Linked DNA regions of Mus musculus: all the other regions are linked to region 1. A link is a contact called in public ChIA-PET, HiChIP or PLAC-seq and promoter capture Hi-C data. All regions are on one chromosome and are shown on one strand. Each heading gives the region's core, a stretch centred on a gene start, on an enhancer-like site or on the middle of the called end of the contact. The rest is flanking DNA. Distances are from core to core; before and after follow the strand shown.

Region 1 (4,227 bases), core at 1,065-3,564:
ACAGATGTTGTTCTGCTAAACAGATGTGATGTGTGCACCAAGTTGCTTTCCAATAATTGTGCTTGTGCATAGGAATTCGTGAGGATGTCATGTTTGCTTCGAGAAGTCCACCCCCTCATGGGCAGTATTAAACGCAGAGATTCATAACTAGTCACTGAGAATAAAAAACTGGATGCTCAGCCTTAAATAAGACCTGTATATCACCCCCCCTCGGAGGAACGTTGAGGAAAAGATGGGAGAAAGAGTGTAAGAGTCAGAGGATAGAGTGGAGTGTGGTGGAATTTTCTTGGCATGACATGACATGGCTGTCACATTTTTTGTACAAAGATATTTCTATTTGTATGTGTATGAGTGTTTACTTGCATGTATGTATACCATAATGAGTGCTTAGTGTCCCTGAAGGTCAGAAGGAGTAGGATCCCCTGGAACTAGAGTTACAGAGCATTGTGAGTTGCCACTTGGGTGCTGGGAACTCTTCTCTAAGTGCTCTAAACCCTTCAGCCATCTCTTCAGCCATTCTACCTGACAGCAGCTGTGGTTGTCTGTACTATACAAGATCCGTGCAATACTGGGAGCCAACATCCTGTGGTAGGGTGCAGGAGGATTTACAAGGATTTTTGACAGTTGACGGTTGCCGGAAGAGACATTTTCTTCAGTAGTACAGCCACTGTTAAGTTTCCTGTGCTCCTGTAATTAATCTCTCGTCTATGCTTCTGGAAACAACTCTCATAAACTCATTGAACTAAAAAAAAAAAAAAAAAGTCTTGCTGGTGTGATGACTCAGTGATTAAAGGTTCTTAATACCAAACCAGATGGCCGGGTTAATCCCTAGGAAACCCACGGTGAAAGGAGAACCACCTCCCAACAGCCATCCACTGACCTTCCAGGGGATTGGAGGGGAAGAAAGCCAGCTGGGAGGAGAGGAAGGGGGTGCAGGGGATGTGGACGGCGATGAAGAGGGTATTGAATACTATGCATACATTAAACATGTGTATGAAAACGGTATCACACCATGACTGTGTATAAGTAAGACATACCAATAAAGCATTAAACGTTTTAAAATAGAAAAAGCCAGTCTCTGGCCTGTGGTGTGTGAGCTCTGATTTGGAAAGAAAGGGAAATACCATTTGGAGTTTCTGTTTGAAACAACAAAATGCCTGGAAGGAGAGGTAAGCTCACTTTCTCCAAGGCTGTATGGTACAGGACAAGGGGCACCCTCATGCATCACCAGCTGGACTGGAAGTATTGCTCGGTAGCCTAAGACATCCAGCAAGCTTAGGTCACTCCGTCTGCCTGACTGGCCTTGGCACAAGTGGCTTCTGGGCTTGCTTGTCGTCTGTTCACTCTTCCCAGGCAGGCTCTCCTTGACTCTGTTTCCACAACTTGCTTCTTCTCTCTGTGTGCCCTTCCAGGTTGAGGTGCTCATGGTCTTGGCGCCTTCTGCCCCGTCTTTTTGCCCTAGGGCCATTCCTATATGTCTGAAAACATTCCTTGACTGGCTGACTCTAGCACCTGGCAAAGAACAACCCTGCTCTATTAAATCAGTTTCTTCCTTCTTAGGGCAGCGCAGTTAAACCTCAGGACCAGGAAATCATCCCTCTCCTCACATACCAGGGTGTTATCCACACAGTTTACTCACTGTAAATAGTTCCCTTAAGATAGTGGCAACAACTAGTTGAAGATTTACAAACTTCCCAGGGCCAATCTACTTTCTAAAAAGCCTGCTTCTGGGAGTGGGAAAGAGGTCACCGTTCCGATTCTGAAATGCAAAACTGGTGATAAACTCAAAATTTCTCTGGGTCTCAGACAGGACTGGACGGAGTCTGTGGTCCTTTTCTTGACCCAACTTTTTGCAGAGCAATGTTCCCAGAGCAAAGGTTGAGTATGTGGTTTGTCCCCCACGTGCCGCACTGCGGGAGCATCTAGACACCGCTGGAAGAGTCTCTAATACATCTCTTGACGTTTGCCAAAATGCCAAACTTTTTCCTGGAACCTGGAGTCATTCTGACTGGGGACTTTTCTTTTCCTTGAGCATCTGGGGACCTAGAGGTCCGTTCGTGGGGGACGTCCAATTCTCAGGGTTCTGGGGATCACAGCAGGGCCAGGGTTTTCCTCCTTGTGGGGGTTTCAGAGCGCCTCTCGCGACTTGCCCAGGGAGGCAAGGCGAGGCGGATGCAGGGCGGGCACGGCGCGAGGGGCGGGGCGAGTCAGCCCGAGGCCGAGGCGGGGCTACAGCGAGGCTCGATCCGGCCTAGGCCTCGCTCCGGCTCCGCCTTGCCCGGCTACGCAGGCGGTAGGGCTGGGGTAGGGGCCGGGCGGCACCATGGCGGCGGCAGCGCCTGCTGCGGCGGCTTCTCCCGAGGCGCCGGCCGTCTCGGGCAGCGCAGACCCGGAGACGGGAGACGAGGACAGTCGTGAGGTCCGAGTGCTGCAGAGCCTGCGCGGCAGGATCTGTAAGCGGGGCCGGGGCTGAGGGGACCCCCGGGGCGGCGCGGAGGGTGGGCGGCGGGCACGCGCGGGGGTGGCGGCACCGGCGGCCGCCCGGGACTGGTGAGACTGGATGGGGGTGTGTTGGGGGGAGGCGCCGCGTCGACCGACTGCCCGGCGCGGGTCGGGGCTCCCCCTCGGAGCGAGCGGGGTGAGGACCTGCACGCGCGGACCGGACCGGCGCGGCGCGAGGGGCGCTGCCTGGAGCGCGGCCTGGACGCGGGAGCCCGGGGCGCGGCCGGGGGCGCGCGGAGTTTCCGGCCTCCCTCCGACGCAGGCCTGCGGGCGGCCGCGGACGACGGGAGCGGCCCGAGGTGGGAGCCCCGTGGTAATTACAAGGGAGGCGCGGCTGGAGGAGGGAGGGAGGCCGGCTGCGGCGGGGCGGGGCCGGGCCGGGCCGGGCCGGGCGGCGGGCTGAGGAGGGGGTGTGAGCTCCCTGGGGCTCCTCTGCCAGTGCGAGGTTGAGGCGGGCGCTGGGGACTGCGGGAGCCGGTGGCGGGGGCTCCGGTGGGCGAGGCTGCGCGGGCGAGCGGGGCGCCCGGGGAGCTCGGGCGGGACACCTGTGCCCGCCCCACCTTGCCGCGGCGGGGACTTGAATCGAGAGCCGGCGTGACTGACGGTGACTTGGGGCAGGATGTAGTGGCTTCCTGTGAGCAGGTCTCAAAACTCAGTCATCCAGTCCGCGCTCAACCCACTTGATTCTCTCCCGTGCATTTGTGAGAGCCGCACCGATGAGTGTAGACTCTTACTCAGAGACGGGCCAGTTCGTTTGTCATTGCTATCCTTCCTCTTTAAAACGACCCTTTGATATTAGATCGACTTCCCCCAGCTTATTGAGATGGTCCCTTTTCACTGTATGACTGGCGAATCAGTAGAGTTTATTGTTACTTTAGTTGAAAACCTTTTTTAATTCAGATTATTTTATCCCCAGAATGAAATCGGTCTCCTAAATAATGCCTGGCTATAAGAGATATTTTATATGTTGAAAATTCAATTGTGTTAGAATGGCTGATACTGCTCTTTCTTTGGCAGAGTATAAACTTTAATTCTTAAATCTCGATGCTTCTTTTGGATTCTCCCACTTGAGTTTTTGATGTTACTCCCCTTTCAAGGATTTGGAATTTTATTAAAACCCCAGGAGCAAGCATGTTAAATGTTACTTTTCAATTCCCTGACGTCATCCTGGGACTCCCAATTCAGACACTTTTAAGTATTAAAACTTGGGAAATTACACCAGAGCAGTGGGTGTTTTGTGCGTCTTAAGTTCCCAGTATTTTAAGTTACTTTCTTAGGGTGTAAACTTTTCACAAATTAGCTTTCTTACAGTTAATATTTGCATGTATGTAATGTTTGGGAAAAGCCAAATACACTAGAATTTTCTTCCCCTACTAATTAGGTTTTTCAAATTTTTACTACTTTATATTTTTCTGTGACTTGATGCTAGACACTGTTGAAGCCTTGCGAATCTATAAAAGCAGATTGTGTTGTGGGAAGACAGTGTGCTCTGTTGGAGTTGAGATTTAGGGTTGGGCTGTTTTTAGGAGTAAGTTACCTTCTGCTTTGACCTGATGCATAGCAAAGGTTCTGTGAACAGTGTGGTAAAAATATCACTCCAAGTGAAATTCGGGTCTGCAGATTAAAACACACACACACACACACACACACAAGCACACAAAACTTGGTTTCTGTGGCTTAGGCAATCTCACTCCCAGAAATTGACCATTAATTTCCTGGGAATAT
Region 2 (4,227 bases), core at 550-3,049, 230 kb before region 1:
ATGTGAAATTGCTCATCACTGGGGCTTGCCACGTGGGAAGGGAAGGCGTAAGGGGAAAGGTCCAGGATGCGCTAGGGCGTGCAACCTCCTGTTGACCGGAAGCTAGCAGACTGCTCACTCATGGCTCACTGGCCAGAACTGGATTTATTATCTGGTTACTACTAGTTACGAACGAGTTTGGAAAATACTCTCTGGTGATAATAATATGTCCCATTAAGCCTAGAGAAGTCTGTTGGTAAGAGGTACAGTTAGGGGTGCCTGGTCACATAGTGTGTCTGCTGGGGTGCCCAGGAAGGTCACAGGGCAGAGTGTTGGGTTCCACTCTGAATGTGAAGCAGGGTGGGAGCCTTATAGGTCAAGTTCTCCAAACCCACTAGGGTCGTGTGCCAATTTTGCTCTGGCCTGACCTTGGACAAGAAGACATTTTTTGTTTTGTTTTGTTTTGTTTTGTTTTGTTTTGTTTTGTTTTGTTTTGTTTTTAGAGACAGGGTTTCTCTGTGTGGTCCTGGCTGTCCTGGAACTCACTCTGTAGACCAGGCTGGCCTCGAACTCAGAAATCCACCTGCCTCTGCCTCCCAAGTGCTGGGATTAAAGACGTGCGCCACCACTGCCCGGCTACGAGGTGACATTTAAAACCTCTTCGGATTCTGGCTTTCTTTGCTATTCCCGATGGGCAGGGCTCTTGCCAGGGATGGGGAGAGAGTGAACAGAGGCAAGGAAGAAGCAGAACTGGTGCCTTGGGTGAGCTGGTGGGCACCAAACTATCTGAGAGTCATGGGACTGGCACTTACAGACAACAGTGCTGTCACACTCTTCACAGCCCAGGGCTCCAATTCTTCATGGGGAACCATAACTCACTGAGGGTTAAAACCGAGCCCTAGAATTATACCTCTTACACACACCCCGACTCCCTCCTGTGTGGAAGGGACCGGATGAGGAGGGATTTATTGCCAGATCACACTGCAAGTCCAAAAGTGTGGAGCACACTGGGCCTAGTGTAACTTTTTACCCACCCAGGGCTATGCTTGGGGACTGACCTACAGTACTGATCTGCATTCTTCTTCCTGCACCACTGCGGGCTGCACCTTAACAGTTGACACATCTGGACATGGTACTGTCATGGGTTATGTCACCTTCCCAGGCACCCTAGGTGAGAGAAGTGTTTGGGGAAGCCAGCTATAGGGCAGATCACAGACACCTCCCAGGGTTCCTGGGTGTCACGTGAGACGTCTCTGCTGCACAGAGGGCAGGGGAAGCTCTGGGCTTGCTCCTGGAGGAGAAGAGCTGCAGGCAAGAGATTACATCTTAGCCTGGAAACAAGGGCCAACCCACAAAGCAAGCCTGTCCAGCAAGTGGGCACTGCTCTGTGGCATGTTTTTGTAAATTACAATCACAGATACACCAGCTCCAGTCTACTCTTCAGGGCAGTTTCAGTCGCTTCTTCCAGGGAGCCCACCTGCTGTCTCTTAGTCTGGGTATGATCTCTGTGCCCCTCTTTCCCACGAGGCTGTGGTTTCCTGTGGCCCAGTGTTTGGTTTACCCCTTGCCTCACTGATTGGACAATAAACTTACTTTTAAGATTATTATTAAATAAACTCACTTTATTACGTTGGACTCACAAATAAAAGCATCACAGAGCCAGATTAAAGTAGCTACTCTAACAAGCCCTTACCCAGGATCAAACTCACTGAACCTCTGTACTGTTAGAAGAGCCCTTCTGAAGTCCTGGAACTTCGCTCACTGTTTTAAACTTTGATTATCAGTTACATTTTTTATGCACTTACTCAGAAGGAAAAGCCACGGCAGAATGGAGACGAAGAGCAATTAGCCCTATACCCTCTCTCATGACTCATGTTCCCTTGCCTGCAGTCTACCTACTTTTTGAAATAAAATTTAAAAAAAAAACTGGTTTTGTTTGTTTTTCCACTTTGAATACTGGACATTGTGAAAGCAGAGAATCATGTGATGATCCTTGAGTTTCCACCACCCGGCCTCAGCAGCAGGCAGCATTTTGCCTGCCTCCTTATCTTACCTCAGACATGCAGGTAGTGCCTGCAGAGGCTGGAAGAGGGTGTTAGATCCCCTGGAGCTGCACTTACTGATGGCTGTAGGCTGCCAGGTGGGTACTGGGAACTGAATTCAGGTTCTTTGAGAGAGCAACCAGTGCTCTTAACTGCTGAGCCATCTCCAGCCTCGCCTCTTGTGGAGTTTGTTGTTGTTGTTGTTGTTTTGTTTTTTTGTTTTTACAATGAATCTTGGTCCTATATCCTTTCTTCTATAAATCTGTAATGAAGTTCAGCTTTTTTCAAGGTGCTTCCTTTTACCACTGCTCCCCCACCACTACCCCCGAGTTCTATGCCTGAGGTCTTTTTCATTTAGAATGGCACCTGTTGATGTGAGGAAATGCTCTGTTCTGGAGTGAATTGTACATTCAGGTGTGAATGAGTGAGTGGGTGGATGGGTGGATGGATGGATACATGGATGGATGGATGCATGGATGCATGGATGGATGCATGCATGGATGGATGGATGCATGGATGGATGGATTGGCTTCCTTCTTAGAAGCATGCTTACAGTTTAGCTGAAGAGCTCTGGACCCAGACTAACTGTGGTGAGCTTAGGGCACCCCATCCCAGTCTGTTCTCTGTGCTTTGCAGGCAACTCTACAATTCATCCGTCTTCATCAGTCTCCAAGGTTGGTTTATTCTTAGCCGAGCAGCTTTGATTTTGCAATTAAACTCCATTCTGCTGTGACCTTGGAGTCCCCTTCAGATGCAGCCTTTGCCTTGCCTGGCTCGAGCTTACTTTAAATTACATGATTCTTTTTAAAATTATAATGCTCTTTACTTAGGCCCAAATGATCATGATCAAAATGAATCAGTATAACATCTACCCAGAGTATTTTCTTTATTTAATTCTATCTTTCTATTCCTGGTAATAGTACTTCAGCTGCACATATGGAAGATAATTGAATGCATATTTTCTTTCAAGTAGCCATGGTCACATTTCAAATCCTAAATTTTGTATCCTTTGAAGAAGAAACCAGAGCCTGTGGCCTGATGTGGCATTCTTGGTTCTTACTAGGTAAAAAAATAGTTCAGGGCTCAGCTCTGGGAGCCTCTGGTGTTGGAATAGTAGCTTAGAGAGAAGCCTTTGCCGTGTTTCTCTCCCCTTTTAATTTAGAAGTGGTATTTACCGTGGTGTAGGGGGTCTGCTTATTGTCTTGTGCTGGCTCAGCTCTGCGCTTCTGCTTTTACTGCTCAGATTAACAGTAAAGTCAAAGGAACCTGGCTGCGTTTTCCTGTTTGTTTAAGCAGAAATTCAATGTAATAATTCTAGGGTTGAGGTATTTTTAGCCAGGGACTTGAGCTATGCCGAGTGAACATCTCATAACAGGTAATACATCAAATGGCATCATATGTGGTTGTTTCCACAGGAGTAGTTTGGTTACGATGCATGTTGGACCAAGAACATCTTTTGCACGGAAGGTAGCAGGACCTGGGAGATGTTGGAGAACAGGGCGTGAGGGAGCCACAGTCCCTCAGAATCACGTCACCCAGCCAACACAGCAGTGAGTCAGCCCGTGGATTTGACTTTCTGTGCTGTGCGTAGCAGGCCATGGGGCTTCCCTCTAGGCGTAGAGCCCTGGCTAGGACCATTGCGATCTGTGTGAGCGGCTGAGGAGCTAGCTGCATGCAGTGGCTGCCAGCGGTAGGCAGAGAGCTCCAGTGGAGACACGGGCATGAAGATTGCAGGAAGGAAACCCACATGACTTATCAAGTGCCTCCCTTTGCCTCCTGGCTGGCATAGCAAACAGGAAAGAGAGTGGTGGATAACTGAGGCTGCAGCCTGGACTGTAGAGCTGAACAGTGAGGCCACACTTGGTAATCTTTGGATTTTTTTTTTTTTTCCTGTGGGAACTTACAAGCTGAGGCATGTGTTCCAGGATGGAAACCCTTGGGCAAGGCTAGACACAGCAGTTGAGCTGAAGTCTCACCATGGAAGAAGAACCACAAATGTGGCCACAGATTTGGGTGCCTTCCCAGATGGCTAGAGATGTGGACCAGTGAACAGGGACGTGCCCAGTGGCCAGGATTGTGAGAAGAAAGTACTGCATGAAGCAGGAGCCACAGTTCTGGAGAGAGAGTGAATCCTTGTGCTTAGGTAGGCATGGTGTCTGTGTAACTCCACCAGAGCCAGTGAGTCAGATGTGGCAAGTCTCTTCTG
Region 3 (4,227 bases), core at 467-2,966, 240 kb after region 1:
AAATAAAAAGCCCAGTATCTTTCTGAGTTGTTGATCAGAGGCATTTTGGACACCCCCAGAACAGTACAGGCTATCGCCATTGCTCCTGGCTGCCTAAAACAACTTGATAGTAAGGTGTTATTGCTGGAGACATCAGACACATTGCTCACAGGATATGGAGAAATCAAGTTGGTATGGACCAGGAAGCTCCTTCCCTGCTCGCTGTACTGGGAGATTCTGTGTAGGCCATTGTGAGGGAAAGACATCAAGTCTTACCTAGCTGTGAACTCTATGAATTACAATAATGACAGTGCAGTAAGATGTGCCCATAGGCACACAGTGGCACAAATATTACAGGGGGCATCCAACCACTTTCTGGTTGGATGTAAGTCCTGACTACAGGAAGAAGCACACACTATTTTCTACTATATGGACATAGTATAATTTCATCTTTCTCTGTTCGTGGACTAGGGCAGCACTCAGACCTCATCTGAGGCGTTGCTTTGTACAGTACAGGAAGGTTAGCAAGGGAACTCCTAAGTGGTCAGAGTGGAAAGAGTGAGTCAGCGGACTTGAGTTCAGTCTCAATTGGGACATCTGTATCACACACATGCCAGCACTGAGGAAGGAGACTGTTAGAATTAGAGGTCAGGAAGGACCAGATGAAACGGTATCTTCTGAACAAGCAGGACTGCTGCAGTCTTGGACCATGGCAGCCTTGTTGCCTATGCTAGATCAAGCCAGTGGAGAGATTCTAGCGTGGAGTGGAAAATGGTTCACAAGTGGCACCACCCACACTGAGGAGCTATGGACGGTTGATGGCTTCTGGGAGAGGGAAAGTCTGTTTTCTTTAAGAGTGTGACCCCCATAGGTTGATTATGCTCCAGTGGGTAGCCACACATCCAGGAGTATATGGGCAGCACAAATAGAACACCGTGGGTTGTTTAGAAAAAAAAAAGAGAGAAAACAAAGCAAACAAAAATGGGGACATGGCGTTGGGAGTGGAGGTGGGGTAGAACTGGGAAGAGTTAGGGTGAGGAATGGAGATGAATAAATATGATTATTATGATATGATATTGTATTGGGGGCTGGAGAGATGGCTCACATGTTAAGAGCACTGGCTGCTCTTTTAGAGGTCCTGAGTTCAATTCCCAGCAACCACATCGTGGCTCCCAACCATCTGTCATGGGATCTGATGCCTTCTTCTTGGATGTAGGTTATACACAGAGATAGAGCACTCATATACAATATACATAAAATAAATCTTTAAAAATATATTGCATGAGATTTTCAAAGAATTAATACAAAGATATTTTAAAAATTAAAATCTCTTATAAGTGAGTTACTAGGTTGCCAATCGGGGTATTTGACCCTTCGTGATGATTTAAGTGTTTCCGTTATCCATCAAGTCTAGTATGCTGAGAGATCTGACAAACAGAAGGGCAGGGTAGGATTGCTCAGCATCTCCCACTTAAAAAAGAAGTGAGAATGGAGTCTAAAGAATTCTTGGCATCTTCTGAACATGAAGTGTCTTAACATTCTGTGGTACTTCATAGCACCTCCATGTAAATTCCCTTCAAACCATGTCAGGAAGGTGTTCTTATTTATAGATGACAGAGAGATGTGTTGCTGTGGGTTGGTTTGGTTTGATTTGAGTGGGTAGGTCCTCCTTAGGTCACATAGTTCTGAGAGGTTGGCAGGGGCTGGCTCAGAGAGGTCTCCTTGATGTCATATCCTGTGTTCTTGCACAATGCCTACCCTGTCCTGTTATTAAAAACTAAACCAAAAGGACACTAAACACTGCTTCCTCTTCTTTCTCATCTTATGATGGAACTTGTGTGACCAGTGATTTGTCCCAAATAGTACCCAGTTGCTCAACTAAGAAGAAGCCACAGCCTCCAGTGGCTCTGGGTATCATTGGGCTTGTGAGTCTAACGCAGATAGAAGCAAACTGCTTTTCTGTGGCTTTTATGGTTCAATATTATTTCAGTATAATCCTGGTATATTCATCATCACTGACTTAGAACATAAGAAGACAGGTTTCCGGAGCCTGGGCACTTACTTAATTTGAACTTAAATTTAAGAACTTGGCAGGGAGGTAGAGGCAGGAGGATTAACGAAGTGAAGTCCTGGACAGCCTGGCGTACAGAGCAAGACTGTCTCAAAAAGCAAAGCAAGTCAAACACTTATTATATGCCCATAACCCCATAATTGGATATGGAGGAGGAGGGAGCAGTTTCTCATCCTTCGCTACATAGTGGGGGCTTTTGTTGGTTTGATTTGTTTTTTGCTTTTTGGTTGTTTGGTTGTGTTTTTGTTTATTTGTTTTTGTTTGTTTTTGAGGCTATCCTGGAGTGTGTGTGCCTCAAAAGGGGAAAAAAAAAAGAGGAATAAGAAGCTGGCATTAATCGCTTCCTCCTCCTCCTTTTCTGAGAAAGCAGTAGTTCTTATTTACAAAGTCCCATTTTACTGTTTAGCCTGAAGTTCAAGAGCCCACCTCATCCAGCCTTGAGCCACTATTCAAAGTTTTATTTCTTCTTTTCTTCTTCTTCTTCTTCTTCTTCTTCTTCTTCTTCTTCTTCTTCTTCTTCTTCTTCTTCTTCTTCTTCTTCTTCTTCTTCATGTTTTTCGAGACAGCGTTTCTCTGTATAGCCCTAGCTTTCCTGGAACTCACTCTGTAGACCAGGCTGGACTCGAACTCAGAAATCCACCTGCCTCTGCCTCCCAAGTGCTGGGATTAAAGGCATGTGCCACCACTGCTCAGTTCTTCTTTTAAAGATTTATTTTATTTATATAAGTACATTGTAGCTGTTTCGAGACACACCAGAAGAGGGCATCAGATCCCTTTACAGATGGTTGTGAACCACCATGTGGTTGCTGGGAATTGAACTCAGGACCTTTGGAAGAGCAGTCAGTGCTCTTAACCACTGAGCCGTCTCTTCAGCCCTTGTTTGTTTTTCAAAACAGAGTTTTACTCCATAGCCCTGGCTGTCCTGGAACTCACTATGCAGACCAGTTTGGCCTCGACCTCACGGAGATCTACTTGCCTCTGCCTCCTGAGTGCTGGGATTAAAGGTATGTGCCACCACCACCTGGCCAAAGTCCTAAATAGGTCTCTGCCCTCTCCTGCAGGTACAGCCCCTTGGGCTGGGTGCTATCCTTTCACCTTCAAACAATAAACTTCATCTGGGTGCGGTGGCACACTTCTGTGATCCCATTCATCACTTAGAAAATTGAGGAGTTGGACGGATTGCAAGCCCAAGACTGCCATGGGCTACGACGTAGTGAGTTCTGGGCCAACCTGATTATATCAGTGACTTTTCTAATGGTGACTGTGACAAAACACCAAGGCCACTTATTAAAAAGAAAAAAGATTTTACTCAGGCTCTGGTTCCATAAGGTTGGGATCTACAATGGCAGGGACATCATGACCATAGGCAGCAGACATGGTAGACAGGACTGGAAGCTGAGGGCTCACATTCTGATCCAAAGCATGAAGCAGAGGGTGAACCAGGAATGATGTGGGGCTTTGAACCCTCAAAGCCTACACCCCAGTGATGCATCTTCCTGCAAGGCCCCACTCCCTAAACCTACTCCAACAGCACCAGACCAAGCTTTGCGGTCTCTGAGCCAATGGCGTGATTCTCATTCAAACCACCACACTGGTCTACAGAGCAGACTGTCTCAAAATACCCAAACTCCTACCAGCCTACAGAGCTTTAATCCAGCTACAGCTCTAGAGCTCAAGCCCTCTACAGAAAGGAAGGATTCCTCCTTCCTGACCTTGGTGGTACCAAAGGTTTCATTTACTGTCTTATTGTGTTTAGTAACTAAATGACTATTCCCAAAGGGTTGTAAGTCCCTGGAGGTGTGTAGCTAGTCTTTTGTTTGTTTGTTTTGAGATGCTGGGGATTGGACCTAGGCACCTGATAGGCAACCACTCTACCACCAGGACAGTCTTATTGTGTCAGTCAGGCTGGCCTTGAAGCCATCATCTGCCTGCCTGTCTCTGTTTCCCCAGCTTGTGACTAACTGGCTCTGTGTGTCACCTAAGAAGCCTTTCTGCTGGAAGGGGATATTATCTGTGTTATCTATGGTTGTGTGCCTGATTTTTCCCCCCTGTGGTGTCATGTCTATACTCCAGAGATCAGCCCATTATCCCTGACTCAAGGATAACACCTGGTGAAACAGATTGGCTGTTTGAGAGGAGTGATAACAGTGGTGGCTTTTTCTGAGAGCGAAGAGGGC
Region 4 (4,227 bases), core at 708-3,207, 200 kb before region 1:
CATGCAGTGTGTAGACCTGCTCTGGGCCCCCACCCTGGCAGTGCCTGCTGCCTTCCCAGATGCTGTTTTTGGCTCGTAAATTAGTAATTTTGTGGTTTCCTGCTAGGCAGTAAGGCCTGGAAGGTACCCATTACTTTGGTCTGTCGTTGGGAATGTCTGATTCGAGGGTGGGGAGCTAGGTGTGTCCATATATGTCTCTTCCTTAGAGTGCCTGTGCACAGTGCTGGGCCCGTTGTCTGTGTAGTGGAAGATGGTGCTCCCTGACTGCTATGCGCTGTGTTAAGAAAGGTTCTATCTCACCCTCGTACTATTACAGTTAGTCAGTATTGAAGGTATTGACCACATGAGTGCCATGGTTTTTAAAATGTATGTATGTATGTATGTATGTATGTATGTATGTATGAACTGTTGCTCAGTTCAGACACACCAGAAGAAGGCATTGGATCCCATTACAGATGGATGCTGGGAATTGAACTCAGGATCTCTGGAAGAGCAGTCAGTGCTCTTAAACCATTGAGCCATCTCCCCGAGGGAGAGAATGCTGTGTTTTTAAATGCCCTATTTACATTCATAAAGATGAGCATGCTTTTCTACACCCAAGAAGAAAAACAGTCCTTTCAAACACTTACATAACAAATTTTAGAGTTATACCCCTTTCCTGGGCCAGGTTGCATGGTAGCACGCCAGCCGTCACTTAAGTGCAGTGGAGAAGTCCTGTGAAGAGTCCTAGGGAGAGAACATTCTAGATAGAAGGACCAGAAAGAGCAGTGGGCCTGCAGCTTACAGAGCTGGGCATGCATGAGTAACACTAGGACCAGTCTGACTGGAAAGGTAACAGGAAGTGGGTACCTCAGGCATCGCAGCAGGTGGGCTATCCTGCTCTCAGGGAACCACTTCACAGCAGGTGGGCTATCCTGCTCTCTGGGAACCACTTCACAGCAGATGGGCTATCCTGCTCTCAGGGAACCACTTCTGTCTGGAAATCCAGGTGCTGGTGGTGGGTCAGTCACACAAGTGGAAGCCAGCACAGGTGACTGCTTTAGCCCAGAAAGAAGAGAAGGAAACCTGGAGTGGAAGAGGCTTTGGTAGTGCATTGAGGCCTAAGCCAGCAACCCACAACTCAGCTTATGAGACTGTCTTAGTTTTATTGCTGTGAAGAGACACCGTGACCCACAACAACTCTAAATAAGGAAAACATTTAATTAGGCCTGGCTTACTGTTCAGAGGTTCAGTTCATTGTCATCTTGGCAGGAAGCATGGCAGGGTGCAGGCAGACATGGTGCTAGAGAAGGAGCCAAGAGGTCTACATCTGGTATCCCCAGGCAACCGGAGGAGAGAACAAGTCACTAGGCCTGGCTTGAACATCAAGGTCTTCTTCTTTTTTTATTTTTAAGATTTATTTATTATTATATCTAAGTACACTGTAGCTGTCTTCAGACATACCAGTAGAGGGTACTGGAATCTAAGATACCATAAGTAAGAGTACACTGTCGCTGTCTTTCAGACACACCAGTAGAGGGCATCAGATCTCATTACAGATGGTTGTGAGACACCATGTGGTTGCTGGGATTTGAACTCAGGAACTTCTGAAATCTTAAAGCCCACTCCTCCTGACCGGTTTCCTCCAGCAAGCCACACCTACTCCAACAAGGCCACACCTCCCAATTGTGCCACTCCCTATGGGCTGTGGGGGCCATTTTCATTCAAACCATCACAGGTAGGGAGGGAATAAGAAGGGAAGCCACTCTGAGAGACCAAAGGTTGTGCGGGAGTCAGTTGGCAGCCAATGAGAAACTGCTCATTAGCAGTTAGACCCGCCCAGGTCGCCTGGGGTGCTCAGCAACTTGGCAATTTGGGGGTTTTCAATCTTAGCTCAGTGGAGTGAGTGTAGCACTAAAATGGGTCCTTCAGACTGCACCGTTCTGGGGAACCTGGTTTCCTGGTTTCCAGCATAGTGGAGGAGGGGTGAGGCGGTAGAGATTTCTGGCAGCCAGAGTGTATGAGAACAAGCTGGTGTGATAGCCATGCTGTTGTGGAAGTGATCTCAAACAAGGCCTCATTCAGAGGCAGAGCCCACACCCTGAAAGCTACCTCCCTTGGCCCTTTAATTCCAGCTTCATCAGCCGCCCTCCTTGCCCTTGGGCAGACTACTTCCAGCTTACTTTCCACACTTGAGCATGGCTTCTTCCTGTCTCCTGGCTCAAGCATCACCTCTGAAAGATCTGCTAGAACTCTTCACTTAAAATGACAGAGTGCTCCTCCCCGACTCCACTCTCCCCTCCTGCCTTCTCTTGTCATAGCATCTGTTATTCATTCTCTGTGTCTGACTCTGTGTCTGTCTCTCTGTCTTCCTCTGTCTCTCTCTCTGTATGTCTTTCTGTCTGTTTCTCTTTGTTTCTCCATCTCTGTCTTCCTCTGTCTCTCTCTCTCTCTGTATGTCTGTCTTTCTGTCTGCTTCTCTCTGTTTCTCTGTCTTTCTCTGTCGCTCCCTCTTTCCCTCTGTCTCTCCCTCCCTCCCCCACTCCACCCCCCATATACAAGCAGGGCTACAGTGTTTCTTGTGCAGTGTGTTTCCCCAGACTGGAAGGTACCTCCCTCTTTGAGTCAGAGATTTCTCTTACTTGTGTCCATTCCTGTTACCACCCAGGTACCCAGGACACAGGTTTGTTATTAAATGAGAAACTGGCAGAGGCTGAACCTTGAGAATGGCCTCAGAGATGGAGGGGTGACCTTGGAGAAGGTCAGGTGGGATGGGTGGGCTACATGACCGGCTGGGTGCGGTGAAAAAGCAGAGGCAGGGCCACATTACTGATGGCGCTGTCCCTCCAGGAACCAAGGACACTGCTCTGATGTCAGCTCCAGCATGGCCTGTGAGCTGTCTCCAGACACTCTAGGAAGAGTGTCTGCCAGGCAGAGGGCTGTGCAGTTAGGGCTTAGCATTAGCATGCTGGTTTATTTGAGCATCTTTAGCATGTGGACAGCAGATAACGCTAAAATGGTCTCAGGCAGACTGAAGAAAGCAGACAGTTGGCCATATCAAGTTGCACAAAAAAGGCCCAGAAAAGTACCCTGGGATTGTCTTTTTATAAGCTTGTTTTGTTGAAATTGGAAACAATCTATTCTTTACTTGGTTTAAGATTTTTAGATGTGGTATAAGTTCCTTCTGGTTTTCAGCCAGGTGAGCTTTTAAGATTACACTTTCTGGTAATAGCTCTGCTGTCCCAGCTCCAGGTAGCCAGCTCTGCAGAACCCGGATCACAGCTGAACGGTCAGTTTTCTCTTGAATGTGATTGGCCGTGGGATTCTGCCTTGGGCATTGTACGATAAGCACACTGAAACAGAACATATAAAAATGTGTATAAGAACTCCCGAGTGAACAATTTGAGGTAATGTTTTTTATTGTCTCAGTTGTCAGTGCGACAGCAGATTCCCAAGGAGGCCACAGTCATATGAGTTATGCTGAGGAGAAATACACCCTCAGCTAGTCAGGGCGAGTTCAGGCTTTGTAACAGAGAGTCAAACGTACCTTGCCCTAAACAAGGAAGTTTACCTCTTCCTGTGTAAGGGTAGATTCACGCCACTCAGCCCCATCTAGCTATTCAGGGGGAAGGTCCTTCCAGGTTGTTGGCCTTCACCACTCTTCAGCAATGTCTCCACAGCTGGCCTGGGGCGCTGCTTTGCCTACACAGCTGCCACAGAAAAGAACAGAGCAGGAAGATGCCAAACTTCAGCATATTTCAGCAGTGGGTGCTAATCATGTTGCCAAGTAGAAATAACAGAGTTTGGCATACAATGGTACCCTCACCTACCACAGCCTTTGTTTTTAATGTTTCCATCGAAATCAAAGTATTATGATAACCACTGTGGTGACACGATATTTACAATATTCATTATTCTGGGTTAAGGAAGATATGGACATGATGTTTTCACTGTACATCTAAGAACAGGATATGTCACAGTTGACTTTATCCCCACATGTTTTTGGTGCATCTACCAGATATGCTCTGGAGTCCAGGGATGGAGGGAGGGATGAGACCTGGGTGGTGGGATCCAGGTTAGACTCCAAGGACTCAGCTACCTAGTCCTCCTGCTATGGAAAAGATACAGCCACTAGTTATCTGTCCTGTAAATGTTTTTCTTCCGTGAACCTTCATATTTGTGTCCCTTGAAAAAGGTTGTAATGAGAGGACTGGGATGTGATTTGGTGGAAGAGCATGCGAGACAGGC
Region 5 (4,227 bases), core at 690-3,189, 160 kb before region 1:
AGGCTGGGAGCTTTTTCTTATCTTTCCCTTTAAAGGTCAGTTCTAAGTTCAGCCTCTTGTGGTGTCTGTTAAATGCACTAAGTTTATAATCGAAAGCGATGAGTTTCCTTTTCCTCCTTCTTCATATAATATCAACAGATAACAGCTATAAAAAAATCACAAGGAAAATACAAAACACAGCCAACAAGATTCTAGAGTTAGAATTTTGCAGAAAGTTTGGCCAGTGACAAGACAAGGTGGTTTAGTTATTGCCACTGTCTACAGCATAACAGTAAGACTTTCAATATGATTAGTGTTTACTCCCTTTATATAAAGAGCAGCTCTGCTTAAAATACAGTGTTTGAGTCATGCTACTGCCCAGAAATGAGGCTCTTAGTGGGAACATACATGGACCAAGAACAATTTTATGTGACCCCCCAGCCTGGTAAGGCATTCTGCATTGTTAATGCAGAACACAAGTCTCCCTTCAAAGGGACCAAGAAAGAGCTTATCCTGGAGCCAAAGATGAGTGACCATGGCCAGTATAGAGACGCTCCTAACTCCAGTTCCAGATGTCTGGCGCCCTATACTTGCTCTCTGGTGTACCTACACATAGTGCACATAAACTCATGCAGACACATACATATACACATAATGAATATAGATAGGAAATCATATAAACATTAAAGCTATAGCTAATTCAATATTTTAGTATAACTATTAATCTTATAATATTTTCTTTTAAAGCCCCTGTACCTATATAAAATTTTCATAGCTCACCTAGATTTTTAAAAGAAATAATCCATAGATTGCTATAAAATATTATGTCCAAAGTAAACAACTCCATATGCCTTTAAGTTATCCAATTGTCCTTTTTAAAAACTTGGCCTAGGATAAGGAAAGATCATAAAATTAGATGTTTTGAGTTTCTGAATACTGACATTATGCTTTAATAATGACAATCATAGATTTCTTTAGAATATTAGTTTATATGTAACCTTAGTGTATAGCCTCATTTGTACGTTTATTTATACAAATATATATCTACAATACAGTACAAACTATAGATGTCACTAATAAGCATAAACATTGCATAATCTTTAAAAATCATCAGCCTGTAAGAATTCCTAATTTTTCTCCAAATCTCTTTTATTTAAAAGGATTTGACAACACAAAGACTTTTGTCATACAAAAAAAAAATTACAAGTGTTTGCATTAAAACAAAATCTAACTGAAAAAGTTTCTGAAATTTCCCCATCATGTTGCATATCAGACTTCTTGAAAGTCATATATAAGGACATTTTAAAATATGTAAGTGAGAGCGTGAGTCAGGCCTGATACAGCAAAGCAATGCACAGTAATCCGTTAAAAGACAAGTGTAGAATTATATTACATATATCAAAAGTTCATTTTCTGCTATGATTCCATCAGGTCGGATGCCTCCAGGAACTAGAAACTATGACCTTTCCCAGGGTTCTGGAGCAATAGAAGCCTCAACGGGGGGGGGGGGGGGGGGGGCGGCGCAGGGACACACACAGAAACGTGCTTGCATGCAAAGACCTATATGAACTACAACTCCCAGAAGCCTCTTGAAAAGGGCTGAATTTCCCAGAAAGCTTCGCCCCCTACCCCACAACTCCTCTTCCCCTAGGGCAGCCTTAAGTTGAAAGTGGAGTGAGAAGCCCTGCAGTAGGGAGGGTCCTCTGGGGCCCTTGTGGGGTGTCAGCCTCCAGGGCTCGGTTGTGAGTTACAGAAAGCCAGGCTTTGTTAGGATGGCTCTGAGGCTGCTTGGGCCGGTGCCATTTTTCCCTACTGGTCCCCTGGGAAACAGATCATGGTTTCAGCTCCTCCTTATCCGCAGTCAGGCTCCCTCTTGAAAGAAGAGACAGTCTTGAACCTCCAGGCGTGATCTGTAGAGTGTCACGTGTCACAGTTCTCTTGCAGCTTCTGCTGTGCCTGCAGGCTGTGGGAACAAGTGTGAACAGTACTGTGGCTCCCGACCACGTTTTCCTGTGACCCTGCCCATCCAGCTCATACTAGCGAATACCTGGGGTTCTGGAGGTTGTTAGTCTCCTTGCTAAGACTCTCCACTCAGTGTCATTCCTCAGACTCCAACTTATTTGGGACCCCAGCCTTTTTATTTTTGTTTTTTAAATCTGTCTCCTTCAAAGCTTGTCAGCCCTTAAAGATCACACCCCATCCTACCCCACTCCCCACTGCTCCCCCCCAGCCCCTGCTCCCCTTAAAACAAAACAAAAATCTGAGGATTGTGATGGGAGCATTCAGAAATGGGAATGGAGTGGACTAAGAGGAAGCTACAGGACATGAGAGGGCCTGAAAGATAACGGGGGGGGGGGGGGGGGAATGGGAAGGTTAAATGATGGTGAAGAGAGAGAATGAGGCCAAAAGTACACCACTGAAAAAGCTAACACTGAGTTTCCCTCATTAGAATTCTCCCTCCCTCCCTCCCTCTTTTTCTCCCTCTCTCCCTCCCTCCCTCCCTCCCTCCCTCCCTCCCTCCCTCCCTCCCTCCCTCCCTCCCTCCCTTCTTTTCCTTTTTTTCTGTTTCACTGTGTCATCCTGAGCTGGCCATAGCTGACCAGGCTAGCCTTGAACTTGTAATGATTCACCTGCCTTGGTCTCCCAAGCACTTGGATTAAAAGCATGCACCACCCTGCCCCTCGCTTATGATTTATATATGACTGAGTAGATAAGGCTGGCCTCCTGAATACTGGGATTATAGGCCTGGCCCACCACACATTATCACTAATGTTTTTGGATTTTACCTCTGCGTCCTGGGATCCTGAACCCAGTTCCTTGCACATGCTGGATAATTGCTGTATACCAATAAGTGATAAACCCTGTCCAGAATTGTGGATGGTTATACAACCCATAGTAATTTCCCCCCTAAACTCCTAAGTCAAGTACACAGGTCCCTAACTCTTAGGGAGCTACAATGACTGGTATTAGTGTGTTCTATGAGATAGTGTATCGTAGGACACAATCCTGCAGTCAGTCATGAAGAATAGACTACTCAGAGGTACTGACATGTTGCTCTATTTCTTGAACCTTGTGGAGGTCTCTCAGACCCTTTTAGGATCTACACAGTTTAAGCTATTTATAGGAACTGGATGTATCCCAGCATGTGGGCTCCGGAGGTCAGGAAGAAAACGCCTTTCAAGGTGTCCCTATCTGCTTGTTAGTTTTAACATCAGTCCAGGGTACATAAAACCCTGTCTAAAATCCCGGGTTGCAAAAAGGAGGAGGAAAAAAAAAATCCCTGTTTTCACAGTAATAATGTTATTTGAATTTTTAAAATAAGACTATTTTGTTGTTGTTGTTGTTGTTGTTGTTGTTGTTATATGTTTTCTGTCTTGTAAAGTATAGTTGGGCCCCCATACAAAAGAATTATCACAGTTGGGCTTGTTGACCACTTACATCCTTTCATGGAAGGCTAGGGAGGGTCACAAGACCCAACTTGCTATATGTACTTCTGCCTTAATTGCATGTGGCCTCTGGGAGTGGCTAGAGTCTTTAAGCCTGGCAAGACCAGGGAAGAGGACTCCATCTATGCAAGTTCACGGAAGCCCTCGTCCCTGAGGGGTAAAATCCGTCCAGCTGTGGCCTTTGGAGAGGAAAAGCTTCATCCCGGCACCCCTCGCCCAGGCTCTCTGTAAGCAACCCCTCGCCCAGGCTCTCTGTAAGCAACCCCTCGCCCAGGCTCTCTGTAAGTAAGTATGCCTGTGAACTCACTGGTTCCCCAGGGAGAACTTTGGCAGCATCTCAGTTTGCCATTGGAACCTGAGGTAGAGGGACAGACCTTGTTTTCATCTTCTCGAGGAAAGGAATTTTAGTCACATATATTTACATCTTAAACGGTGGATAGACGTGACCGTTGGCACCTTGGTGTGAATGAATCAGGCACTGAACTGTGTCTGTAGTTGTACCCTTGAACTTGCAGAAGTAAGACCTAGAAAGCTGATGGTATTTAAAATGTCCTGAATGAGATAAGGTCATTTTACCAAGGTCTGAACCTTAAGGACATGACCCTCTAATCTAGTCTATGTGTCAAAGTAGGATATATTCATAAAGCAAAAATTGAAAAATGTAATTTTTAAAACTATTGCATAATGAAATGCAGCGCCATGTAGAGAATCTGCACCTCCAGCGTCTTTTCCTGTGTGTGTCTGTGTGTCCGTGTGTGTCTGTGTGTCCGTGTGTGTCTGTGTGTATGTGTGTGTGTGTGTC
Region 6 (4,227 bases), core at 610-3,109, 140 kb before region 1:
TCTGATCTTGGGTTCTGTCATGTAGCAGACTGCAAGCAACTTTCTAGCTCTTTAAGAATTCCAAGAAAATCAGGTGCCAGTTGCCAGCTTCGGGGAGGGGTGCTTCTGCTTACCTGAGACTCTTAGATGAGCTCTAAACACACCTAATACTGAAAATTGTCCACAGTGTTTTAATTTTTATAATATGGCTTTTTAAAAGAGCATGGACAGCTACCATCAGATGAGATCCAGCACATTCAGGGCGGTATGGCCATAGACCTGGATGACTACAATTACATCCCTTAATTAGGGATATGCTTACCAATTACTGTTATTCCTGGAGAGCTGGATGAAGGGTGGATCTTCGTCTGTTGAAGTTAGAGTCAATTGCCAGTCAAAATTTAAGATGCCCAGATGCTCACTAATCCCACAATGTTTTACGCAGCATGTTCCTACTGCAAATGTGATGGTGACCGTGAATTAGGAGCTAGTGAATGACTCATATTCAGGATGGAATTAGTTCTACATTTTAAAGGAAGAACCCACCCTCGTTCTGGAGCCGGTATCCGTGCCGACCTCCTGCAATGGCACAGAGGAACGATCTGATAATGGTTACAGTAAAAGGATACTCACAAGGACTTCAGGGCTTGGCAGTGATGCTATCTTCCTCACAAATGGTTCCTTTCCATCACTCCTTGTAACATCCTTTCTGAACCTTTGCCTAAAATCCTTTCTGCTGCTAATTGCAAGCTCAGAAAGACTATATCTAGAGGGGGGTTGCATTTGTAGACAGTCTCTGAAGGGCTCTCAACTAAAGCAAGTCACCCCGGCTAGGACCATCTTGCCTCATCTTATGAAAACGTCAAGGACCTACTACTTGAGGAAAAACACATAAAAGAGCTAGGACTTCAAACATGGACCACTGGAATAGAACCTACCCAGGGAGTAAATAATTATTCAGGGAACGATGGCAGATTAAACATGCTTGATTTCTCCTAACCAAGATGATACTAAAATAACAGTAAAGGCACTTGAGAAACGATACCCAGTGAGCAATGATAACGGCACCTTACAGCAGAGATGTGAGCTCAAAAAATGTCTGGTGATGGATGGTGGACAGAGGGACAGAGGTAGAAGGAGGCGAGGGGTGGCAAACCTGCATTGTATGAGTGCAGGTCAGAGGCTAAAACCCAGAGGGAGACCCTTCACCATAAAAACAACCTGTCAACATCAGCTGAGTGAGCAGTGCAGCTGGATCTAATTATCAAAGTCAAAGTCAAAGCAACAGTTACACCACCTTGTAAGAAGTACCATATGTGTCAGCTCACTTACTAACGTCTAGACTGTCTAGCAGCTGGACTCTAGGAGTCCCAACAAATCAGGTCCGTTCATATTCCCAGAAATCAGTGAGAAAGTAATGATGGGAAAACAGGGGGGCATTTTGACCAGGTGTGGCAATTCTGGGAAGATTGGATGAAGCACACAGGGCTTTGGGACCTGCTACAGGAGCTGTAGGCTTAGGTAGAAGAGAGAGCATGGAGCACATGGATAATTCAGCAGTCTCCATCAATCTGTGGTCTACCCCAGTCTTCATTCTGCAAGGGACTCTGGAGAAGCCTGTATCACTTGAGAGGGTGAGCCAGTTCCCATGAGTTGGTTGTTCCTCAGTTCCCAACATAGGGAAATGGCTCCCACTTACGGGCAATCTCATGGTGGGGTCATTTGTGAGGCTTTGAATTCCTGGAATCCAAGGTGACTCAGGTTTGGGACAGAGACTGGGGATTCTCAGGCGCCTTTTTGGGACCTGGAACAATGCTATACAGGCTGATAGTAAAATACCTTAGTCTTATCTTTTTGTCTTCAGCCTGAAGAGGGTTAGATAAGTTAGGGCTGAACCTCCTTCTGTCACTTGCTTGTAGACACTCCTCGAATGACTGACATGCTGACATATGAAGTGGAACGGGAGTCTGACATCCAAGCCGAAGCTGAGGAGATACAGAGCGGGCTTTATGGCCTTTTCAGTCACCTTGTAGGCTCAGACGAGGAGGCAGTACATTTTTAGCAAAAGCAGAACCTGCTATCATTAGTCTGATGCACGCAGCAAGGAAGAGGTGATGATAAATCTCCACATGGGAAAGCCGCCAAACAACAGGCCCCACCCAAGTACAAAGAAACTTTAGCTGAAGTGGAACCACAATACCTCATTCAATGCCTGCAATAAAAACAGCCGAAGGGGCTGGAGCAGCGGTTCTCAACCTGTGAGCCTTGATCCCTTTGGGATGGTCAAACAATTCTTCCTCAGGGGTCGCCTCAGATCACTGGAAGGCACAGATATTCACCGTACAATCCATAACAATAGCAAAATTATAATTATGAAGTAGCAATGAAGTGATTTTATGGTTGGGGGTCTCCACACCATGAGGAACCATATTAAAGGGTCTCAGCATTAGGAAGGTTGAGAAGTAATGGGCTGGAGTGCCAGCTCAGACGTTAAGAACATTGTTTACTCTTTTAGAGGACCCAAGTTCAATTCCCAACACCCACATGGTGGCTCAAAGCCATCTGCAACTCCAGGTCTAAGGGGTCTGAGGAGCTCTTCTGGCCTCTGAAGGCACTGTGTACATGTGGTATACATACAAACAGAGGCAAAACATTCAAACACATAAAATAAGAACAAACCTTTTCTTGAAACAATTATATTTTTATTTATTTTATGTATATGAGTTCACTGTCTCGGTCTTCAGACACATCAGAAGAGGGCATCAGATTCCATTACAGATGGTTGTGAGCCACCATGTGGTTGCTGGGAATTGAACTCAGGACCTCTGGAAGAGTAGTCAGTGTTCTTAACCACTGAGCCATCTCTCCAGGCCCAAACAAATATATAATATATATATTTAAAGTAACAGAAATAACCATGTATTTGAAGAAGGATTACAACATAAAATGGGTAAAAATAAATATATAACCACGAACACAAAGAAAAAGTACAAACCAGAAACAGAAGAGATTTCCAATAACATCCTTAGGGAAACTTAAGAAGGCATTGGTATCATGAAAGAACAGGATGGGATGACAAAAAGAACGATTAGAAAACTGAGGCTTCCTTAGGGATGAATAGCACATTGGTGGAGCTTGGGAGATGGCTCAGTGGGTAGAAGAGCTTGCTGAGCCAGCGTGAGTGCTTGTGTTTACAGTCCTATAAAGCAGAGCATGCCTATATGTCTCCCATACCTGAAACCCCAGCACTGGTCCAGTGGTGGAAGAGAGATGTAGATGGAAGGGATGCAGGGCTCGCTGGCCTGGACAAAAGTAGGCTGCAGGTTTCATGAGGGATACTGGGGATAAAGTAGAAAGTGATAGAGCAGGGCATCTGTGGTCCTCCCCTAGTCTCACAAGCACACGTGTGTGCCTGTGCACACACACACACAAGCACACACGCACACACACAAAGAGATTATTGTGACCATGAAAAACTGCTGCTAGTGTGGTCTAGTAATCATTCTGACTTACCTTCCTTCCTATAGGCTCGTTAGACTTTTTCAACCCTGAAGTCTGCATTTGCCATTCTAAGAACCTTTACCATGACTCGAGTTCATATATGAGGCATTGTACCAAGTCCTCTGTGTGTCTGAGACTTCCCCTGCTCAATTTGGGCAAACTGCTCTTGAGACCCAGAGTCTTCTCCAGATCTGACTGCTTCCATGAGCCTAGACTTTGTTCTTTCTGGTTTTAGTTCTGTTATTTGCTGTTGTAGGTCCTCAGAAAAATATCTTTAGGGAAGAGAGGAAAGAAAAGAGAAAGAGAGAGAGAGAGAGAGAGAGAGAGAGAGAGAGAGAGAGAAGAAAGAGGAAGTGTATGTAAATTATCTCTGACTTCAGAATCAATTATTATATTTAATTGATATCTTGGTTAAGGCTGTTGTGATAGTTTGAATAATAATAACCCTCAAAGGCTCATATATTTGAATTCTAGGTACCTGTTTGGTGGAAACATTTGGGAAGGATTAAGAGGTGTGGCTTTGTGAGAGAGGTATGCCATTTGGGGTAGGCTTTGAGGTTTTAAAATCCCACACCATTAGCAGCTGACTTATTCTCTCTCTGTCACACCCCAGTTAGCTTGCTCTCTTTCTGCCTCATGTTGGTGGATAAGCTGTGAGCTCTCAGCCATTGCACAAGCACCAGGGCTGTCTGTCATGGTCTGCCATCATGCCAGCCATAGACTCACCCTCGAAACTGTGAGCCCCAA

The links. Promoter capture Hi-C pulls out the DNA fragments that hold promoters and counts their contacts. ChIA-PET counts read pairs in DNA pulled down with a chosen protein or histone mark. HiChIP or PLAC-seq counts read pairs in DNA pulled down with a chosen protein or histone mark.
Region 2: a contact with region 1 is called in an HNF4G HiChIP or PLAC-seq map of pancreatic cancer cells. The contact joins the enhancer-like site here to the promoter of Rasa2 in region 1. A contact is called at or near these places in 4 of 39 promoter capture datasets (embryonic stem cells, hippocampal neurons and stem cell-derived epiblast-like cells), 3 of 115 datasets of contacts at active chromatin or transcription factors (embryonic stem cells and pancreatic cancer cells) and 2 of 9 other capture datasets (adipose tissue and pancreatic islet).
Region 3: an H3K27ac HiChIP or PLAC-seq map of microglia shows a contact between it and region 1, with 10 times the contacts expected there. The contact joins the enhancer-like site here to the promoter of Rasa2 in region 1. A contact is called at or near these places in 1 of 39 promoter capture datasets (the HPC-7 cell line), 3 of 484 Hi-C or Micro-C datasets (CD8 T cells, Th1 cells and erythroblasts) and 5 of 115 datasets of contacts at active chromatin or transcription factors (bone marrow-derived macrophages, effector CD8 T cells, embryonic stem cells and 2 more).
Region 4: a promoter capture Hi-C map of embryonic stem cells shows a contact between it and region 1. The contact joins the enhancer-like site here to the promoter of Rasa2 in region 1. A contact is called at or near these places in 14 of 39 promoter capture datasets (the 3T3-L1 cell line, the C10 cell line, the HPC-7 cell line and 10 more), 10 of 115 datasets of contacts at active chromatin or transcription factors (embryonic forebrain, embryonic hindbrain, embryonic stem cells and 5 more) and 4 of 9 other capture datasets (adipose tissue, embryonic stem cells, liver and 1 more).
Region 5: a contact with region 1 is called in an RNA polymerase II ChIA-PET map of effector CD8 T cells, with 636 read pairs. The contact joins the enhancer-like site here to the promoter of Rasa2 in region 1. A contact is called at or near these places in 13 of 39 promoter capture datasets (3T3-L1-derived adipocytes, the C10 cell line, the HPC-7 cell line and 9 more), 1 of 484 Hi-C or Micro-C datasets (the HPC-7 cell line), 24 of 115 datasets of contacts at active chromatin or transcription factors (the 230-238 cell line, CD8 T cells, the HPC-7 cell line and 17 more) and 4 of 9 other capture datasets (adipose tissue, embryonic stem cells, liver and 1 more).
Region 6: a contact with region 1 is called in a promoter capture Hi-C map of second pharyngeal arch cranial neural crest, with 4 times the contacts expected there. The contact joins the enhancer-like site here to the promoter of Rasa2 in region 1. A contact is called at or near these places in 15 of 39 promoter capture datasets (the 3T3-L1 cell line, 3T3-L1-derived adipocytes, the C10 cell line and 9 more), 2 of 484 Hi-C or Micro-C datasets (B cells and nephron progenitors), 12 of 115 datasets of contacts at active chromatin or transcription factors (the 230-238 cell line, CD8 T cells, the SCID.adh cell line and 8 more) and 3 of 9 other capture datasets (adipose tissue, liver and pancreatic islet).

Annotation. Positions count from the first base shown.
Region 1 is chr9:96,629,590-96,633,816 of GRCm38.p6, reverse strand. Rasa2 (RAS p21 protein activator 2) reads left to right here and starts at 2,314. Exons shown (of 24, transcript NM_053268.2): 1 at 2,314-2,453. The coding sequence starts at 2,324.
Region 2 is chr9:96,860,728-96,864,954 of GRCm38.p6, reverse strand. All of the region lies in intron 1 of Pxylp1 (2-phosphoxylose phosphatase 1), which reads left to right. Among named protein-coding and RNA genes, the nearest start is that of Pxylp1, 27 kb to the left of the region's middle. Within about 2 kb of position 1,799, at least 41 of the 459 cell types and tissues checked have an H3K27ac peak or open chromatin away from gene starts, as enhancers often do. A contact at or near this core is called in pancreatic cancer cells, where this site is marked.
Region 3 is chr9:96,389,645-96,393,871 of GRCm38.p6, reverse strand. The region is part of intron 1 of Gm39409 (a long non-coding RNA gene); the gene reads left to right. All of the region lies in intron 1 of Gm40550 (a long non-coding RNA gene), which reads right to left. Among named protein-coding and RNA genes, the nearest start is that of Gm39409, 5.1 kb to the left of the region's middle. Within about 2 kb of position 1,716, at least 74 of the 459 cell types and tissues checked have an H3K27ac peak or open chromatin away from gene starts, as enhancers often do. A contact at or near this core is called in CD8 T cells, the HPC-7 cell line, bone marrow-derived macrophages and 3 more, where this site is marked.
Region 4 is chr9:96,831,326-96,835,552 of GRCm38.p6, reverse strand. The region is part of intron 4 of Pxylp1 (2-phosphoxylose phosphatase 1); the gene reads left to right. Among named protein-coding and RNA genes, the nearest start is that of Pxylp1, 56 kb to the left of the region's middle. Within about 2 kb of position 1,957, at least 26 of the 459 cell types and tissues checked have an H3K27ac peak or open chromatin away from gene starts, as enhancers often do. A contact at or near this core is called in embryonic stem cells, where this site is marked.
Region 5 is chr9:96,793,208-96,797,434 of GRCm38.p6, reverse strand. No RefSeq gene overlaps it. Among named protein-coding and RNA genes, the nearest start is that of C430002N11Rik, 30 kb to the right of the region's middle. Within about 2 kb of position 1,939, at least 223 of the 459 cell types and tissues checked have an H3K27ac peak or open chromatin away from gene starts, as enhancers often do. A contact at or near this core is called in the 230-238 cell line, CD8 T cells, the HPC-7 cell line and 16 more, where this site is marked.
Region 6 is chr9:96,767,688-96,771,914 of GRCm38.p6, reverse strand. It overlaps C430002N11Rik (RIKEN cDNA C430002N11 gene), which reads right to left. Exons shown (of 5, transcript NR_102296.1): 2 at 2,180-2,297; 3 at 1,819-1,964; 4 at 302-434. Among named protein-coding and RNA genes, the nearest start is that of C430002N11Rik, 4.2 kb to the right of the region's middle. Within about 2 kb of position 1,859, at least 11 of the 459 cell types and tissues checked have an H3K27ac peak or open chromatin away from gene starts, as enhancers often do. A contact at or near this core is called in second pharyngeal arch cranial neural crest, where this site is marked.